Regions from separate parts of the Mus musculus genome. Here region 2 is linked to region 1. A link is a contact called in public ChIA-PET data. All regions are on one chromosome and are shown on one strand. Each heading gives the region's core, a stretch centred on a gene start, on an enhancer-like site or on the middle of the called end of the contact. The rest is flanking DNA. Distances are from core to core; before and after follow the strand shown.

Region 1 (2,950 bases), core at 339-2,838:
GCCAGAGCCAGGACCTGGAAACACTGTGACTTCAACCCCGGTCATCACCTCTTCTCCAACCTGCTGCCAGAACCTTCCCAGGAGCAGTTCACACAGTTACTTTCTACAACAAGCTTGAGTTAAAACCTGCTCTTGGGAAACCATCTCTTAAGACAAGAACAAGCCATTTGGCGGTGGTGGCGCCCACACACCTTTAATCCAGCACTCAGGAGGCATAAGCAGGTGGATATCCGAGTTTAAAGCTAGCCTCGGCTACAGAGCAAGTTACAAGACAACCAAGGCTACACAGAGAAACCCTGTCTCACAAGTATCCTCTCCCCTCTAAAACAGCAAGTCCCAAGTCCTTGAGCGTTCTTTTAAGATGTGCTTCCTCTGGCCCTAAGACTCCAAGGATCTTATAACTCAATGGGACAATGATCTTCACACTTCCCTGAGGTCACCTGAGAGTCACCTCTAGAGCAAGCAGCATGGACAGCCTCAGACTCAACTGGCAACCAGCAAACTGACTTCAGCCTGCTCAGCAGGACTGCCAGATGTTTTCCTCTGGAGTGCATCCTCATCATGCCCTAACTGTGCCCCAGCTGTGCCCAGCTGTGCCCCTGCTGCCAAAGGGCAGCGCCTAACTCACAGCACTGCTGTAGGGAAGACATTTATGTAAGTAGACTGCCCGGCCTCCAGCAAATGCACGAACACCTGACTTTTGCTATCATTACTTCTACCATCAATCGTATGAAGATCTTGACAGTAGTATATGCTGTTTCATGATGTTACGATGTGCTATTTCTTTTTAATAACAGAAATGTGTGCACAGATTTTGTACCCTGGGTTTCATAAGCATTCTCATTTCTGTAGTACAGTCCCATCATCCCAAGCGGCTGATCCTGGTTTTGTCAGGAGCACTGCTTATATTTTGGCATGATGAGCAATGCAACAAAACAACAAACATATTTGTGCAAGAAGAACCTTCCTCGTAGAGATCTTGATTTCAGCGATGTGCACTGCCTACAGATTTCCAAAAACTCTGTGTGCCCACTTTCAATGTTACGACCATAGAGCAGAGTTCTAGCTTTCCAGTAATCTTGTCCAACTCTGAGAACAACTATGATTTATTTTTCAATGTACAAGTTAGAAAACCATACCCAGATGTGTTGTCTTCTTAATACACACTAAAACTTCAATCCATAAGCTAGTATATGCTTCTCGTTAAAAAAAAAAAAAAAAAATAGGGCCAGTGAGGTCACAGCAGGTTGAAATGCCCGTAACAAGCCAAGTGGTGGAAAAAGAAAACTCCCACAAGTTGTCCTTTAACCTTCTGCTCATGTGTGCGCACACAGACAGACAGACAGACAGATAGACACACACACACATACACCTGGTGGGGCGTGAAGGACTATGAAGGTTCATTTTCCTCAGTAGGTGGAAGAAGACAGTAAAAGTTGCAGGTAAAATTAGCATTTCTTCCTCTGTACCTTTCTATTTGGGAATGTGACAATTCCCCCAGGGCCTCCAGACTCCAGGTGAGGAGGGCTCTGGCTCTCCCTAAGAACACTCCATCCACCATGGCGAGTCTAGAAGTGAAAATGAAAGTCTCACGTTGCTTCCTCCTTGATGCTCATCCTCCTTGAGATGAGTTTTCTCACCCGCTGATGTGTCAAACACAGATGAAAATGTTAGCTTCAACTTCTCAGCTTGGAGGAAAACACCTTTATGCTGAGACAGAGCTTAGAAATTTTAAGAAGAATTTAAAATAAATATAAAGTTGGATTCGGGCTGTTTTGTTTTAAGAGTTCAGGTAGCAGTTCACTGAGTGGGGAAAAATTACAGAAACAGCTCCCTAACATAAAAACCTGTTCATAAGACATTCCACAAAAGGCATCCCCAACAGAGAGCATAATCCCTTGCTATCACATAAGTAAATCAATGCTCAGTAGATAAAGGTGGAGTAGGGGGAGGGTGTACTGATGCCCAGGACAACTTCAAAGGTGGATTTCTCAAAGATCAGCTCTACCTCTGGGGCACTGTTTAATTAGCAAACACTGAAGCTATAAACAGACCAATTGAACCAGGGATGCCACAGGTGAAGTCTAGCCCTTAACCAGATCTCCCTGGAGCAGTGGTTCTCAACCTTCTTAATGCTGAGACCTCTTAATACAGTTCCCCAAGTTGTGGCGACTCCAACCATAAAACTGTTTTCATGGCTACTTCATAACTGTAATTTTGCTACTGTTATGAATTGTAATGTAAATATTTTTGGAGACCCAGGTTTGTCTAAGGGATTTTGGCCCACACAGTGAGAAGCGCTGCCCTAGGGCCGTTAACAGTGCCTGCATATTAAGGACCCATTAATGTGGGGCTTGCCAAAAGAGTTTAAAGTGAACCAACCTCAAAACACTCAGAGGCTCGATGAGGGAGGAAGAATGTCCCATCCCTCACCCTGTAATCCCTGGGATCCAGGAGTACAGTATGCTGCCTGACAGGGAGAGGAAAGAGTAGATGACCTAAACTTGCTAACCAGTTTGAGATGTGATTGTTCTAGATGACGGGGTGCTCAGCAGGTAAAGGCACTTGTCACCAAACCTGACAGCCTGAATTCCATGGCTAGGGCCCATGTGGTGGGAAGAGAGAATCGAACTGTCAAAGTTACTCTATGTGCACATAACCCCCAACCCACCCCACACAAAATAATAATTAATACATGTAACTTTTAAAATGTAAGGTACTTAAATGTGAAAGAGAGGGGCAGGAGATTCAGGGTCTGTATTGGGACTGAACACACCTGCCTCCCCAAGTTTAATACTGAGGTCAGTGTGCTACTATCAAGGGATGGAGCCACTAGGAAATCATTAGCTTTAGGTGAATTCAGAAGGCAAGGCCCTTATGGGATTGACCTTATGAGCAGAGACCCCAGAGGACTTTCTTCCTGTATCCCATGAAAATAACTGTTGGCCAT
Region 2 (3,240 bases), core at 267-2,766, 310 kb before region 1:
AAGCCCACACTGTCACAGGCTCAGGCTCCAGGCAAGGGTGAAGAAAGGACCCTAGGGAAAAACCTACCAGTCTGAAGCCTGAAGTTCCCAGGTCAGAGTTCCTGCCACAAATAAGGACAGCTGTTGCAATGTCCTTGTGGCTATTTTCCAAAGCCACCCTTCAATGGCATGTGTCCTCACAGAACACAGCCCTCAGTGGCAAAGTGTGTACACAAGCAATTTCAGTAGCTGCACAGTTGACAGCTCTCATTCTGCAGCCATGCCCCTTGATCCTGGCCATCTCTTCCACTATGTCCTGGAAGGTGGGAGACTTACTAATCCTACTAAAGGTTCGATCTACACGTGAATATGGGATAATCAAGGAAGACCAATCTTCTATGAAAGTTTGTATATTCTCCAGGTAAGTACATGGAACTCAGTGAGATGAAACCAAGCCTATGTGTACAGCCTCTATCAGCCCATTTCATGGATGAGGAAATAGTAGACAAGGGGCTTGCAGTAGCCTCATTTGTTGAAGCAGTGTGAGAGGCAGGCTACATGCCAACCTATACCATTTGCAGTGTGCACTTCTTAAGAAGTCTTTGCTACCTGTGGGCCCATGAGGGGGACAGTCATATGTTTGAGGAGCTAAGTGGGACTCTTCCATTACTAGGGGTTACCACTGCTCTTATACTGGGGATGTGCTTAATATCTCCATCAAACTATGATCTGGGCAAGATAAGGAAGTGTTTATTATCTGGGTGATCCCAGAGTCCCACACTGGGCCTGACACAAAGTAAATGTTTGATGATCAAGAAAGCAGAACTTAATTTTGAAAAGTGGGGTTAACAGTGGGCCAGGGTTCAGACCCAAATCTCTGAGCTCTCATGTCTGTTACCTTCTGCTGCCTTAGCCTTGACTGCTAGCCTCTAATATTTCCCAAAAAGTTGGGGTGAGCTGAGCCAAGGAGTGTCAAGGAGAATTTATTTCTTTGGTTTTATTTTATTTTGTATTGTTTGAGACAGGGTTTCTCTGTATATCCTTGTCTGTCCTAGAACTCACTTTGTAGACCAGTCTGAACTGGAACTCAAATCCACCTGCCTCTGCCTCTGCCTCTGCCTCTGCCTCTGCCTCTGCCTCTGCCTCTGCCTCTGCCTCTGCCTCTGCCTCTGCCTCTGCCTCTGCCTCTGCCTCTGCCTCTGCCTCCCAAGTGCTAGGATTAAAGACATACACCACCATGCCCAGCCGAGGGGGAGTTCTTGACTCCTATCTCTGAGTCAACTTTCTATTCCACATTTGATGGTTGCCCTCCATGACAAGAATCTATGACTCTAGTGGGAGACAGGATCCAGTAGGATGGGGATCTCAAGAACCAGAACACTTGGGTGGGGACCATCAACCTTCTAGATCTCCCCTGGAGCCAGTGGTGAAAGCTCAGTGCCAAGGCACATCAATGGGTGGCACTCAGAGACCTGTAAAGATGAGCTCACTGAGGCGGTCCCTCATACCCTGGAGAACAAACCCACAACACAAAACCAAAGTGGCATGCAAGCTGGGTGTGGTGAGTGTTGGCAACGCTGCTGTGGTAAGCAGCTATGACAGAGTACCTTGTTTCCCTGACAACATAGTGGAAACTGGCCTGCACACACCAACCAAGGTTTCCCAGAAAGTCTGAGGTCTACCAGAAGTCCAACCCTCAAAGTGCTCTCCCAGAGGCTGCCCTTCATGTGTCTGCTTCTGAGTGTTAATTCTCTCCTTTAGGAAATGTTTACTATGCCCCAGTGTCAACTGAAGGTGTGAATAATTTAGTTCTAAAATCAACAAGTATGAATACTAAATAGATCCAGGTCTTGACCTGGGGAGAAAGCTAACTGTGCAAAAGTATGCTGCACTGGTAGCACAAGCATGAAGATTAGTGTTTCATTCCCTAGCATCCAGCATCCATGAACAGAGCTGAGTGGGGCAGCAATAGTCCCCATCTCTCTCTCTCTTTCTCTCTCTCTCTCTCTCTCTCTCACACACACACACACACACACACACACACAGAGAGAGAGAGAGAGAGAGAGGGAGAGAGAGAGAGAGAGGGAGAGAAGGGAGAGGGAGAGAGAGCACCTGTGGATCAGCTGATGCATACTTAGGGAGCAATGTGGGCTATATGCCACTCCCCTGAGCCTCAGACTCCTGATCTGAAGAGTGAGACTCGGAGGATACTTTGTCTGCAACAGGAGAGTGGATGGCACATAGCAGGCATTCAGTGATCCACCTGGTGTTACGACTGCACATCACACACAAGCTAGACCTGGCCAGGTGGATCCCAAAGGGACAGAAGATGTGCAAATGAATGGGATGCCCTCCTTCTATGAAGGAGCCTGGGCTGGTTATTGAAGCTGTGAGCAGACATCTTCAGAGCTGTGAGAGAAACAGGCAGAGTGCTAGAGAGCACAGAGGAGGATATGGCTGGGGAGCTAGGGAAGTGTGATGGTTTGTATATGCTTGTCCCGGGGCATGGCACCATTAAGAGGTGTGGCCTTGTTGGAGGGGGTGTGGCCTTCTTGGAGTAGGTGTGTTACTGTGGGTGTGGGCTTTAAAACCCTTGTCCTAGCTGCCTGGAATCCTGTCTTCTCCTATTGGCTTTCAGATGAAGATGTAGAACTCTCAGCCCCACCTGCACCATGCCTGCTTGGACACTGCCATGCTCCCACCTTGATGATAATGGACTGAACCTCTGAACCTGTAAGCCAGCCCCAATTAAATGTTGCCCTCATAAGAGTTGCCTTGGTCACAATGTCTGTTCACAGGAGTAAAGCCCTAACTAAGACAGGAAGCTTCTAGAAAGTGTTTCCAAACAGTTACCAAAAGTCAGGAATACAAAACCTGTGGCATTTTCCATCCTTGCCCTGTACCCTGGATTGGATAATAGTGTCTCCTTGAAATTAGAGTGAGTGATTGGGACAAAGGGGTTGGAGGGGTGGGGGTGGAAGATGGATGAAGGTCAGAAGTAGGCAGTGACTGCATTACAAAATGTCCTGACCTTGGAGTTAAGAAATCAGGACCTCATCTCTGACAATTTCTGAACGAGTGAGTTAGAGCTGTATTCGCAAAGACCACTGTCTGAAACCAAAAGTATGCTGATGCAGAAATGGACCTGCAGAGCCGAAAGGACTGGGAAGATTCACACATGAATCAGAACAAGGTTGAGAAGACTCCTAAGGAGATGCAGTTCTTGGTAGAATGATACCATAACTAAGCAAGGAGAGAAGT

What was found. ChIA-PET counts read pairs in DNA pulled down with a chosen protein or histone mark.
Region 2: a contact with region 1 is called in an RNA polymerase II ChIA-PET map of memory CD8 T cells, with 27 read pairs. The contact joins two enhancer-like sites. A contact is called at or near these places in 3 of 115 datasets of contacts at active chromatin or transcription factors (effector CD8 T cells, memory CD8 T cells and pancreatic cancer cells).

The regions. Positions count from the first base shown.
Region 1 is chr12:21,172,624-21,175,573 of GRCm38.p6, reverse strand. All of the region lies in intron 2 of Asap2 (ArfGAP with SH3 domain, ankyrin repeat and PH domain 2), which reads right to left. Among named protein-coding and RNA genes, the nearest start is that of Asap2, 62 kb to the right of the region's middle. Within about 2 kb of position 1,588, at least 55 of the 459 cell types and tissues checked have an H3K27ac peak or open chromatin away from gene starts, as enhancers often do. A contact at or near this core is called in effector CD8 T cells and memory CD8 T cells, where this site is marked.
Region 2 is chr12:21,478,732-21,481,971 of GRCm38.p6, reverse strand. No RefSeq gene overlaps it. Among named protein-coding and RNA genes, the nearest start is that of Gm4419, 62 kb to the right of the region's middle. Within about 2 kb of position 1,516, at least 40 of the 459 cell types and tissues checked have an H3K27ac peak or open chromatin away from gene starts, as enhancers often do. A contact at or near this core is called in effector CD8 T cells and memory CD8 T cells, where this site is marked.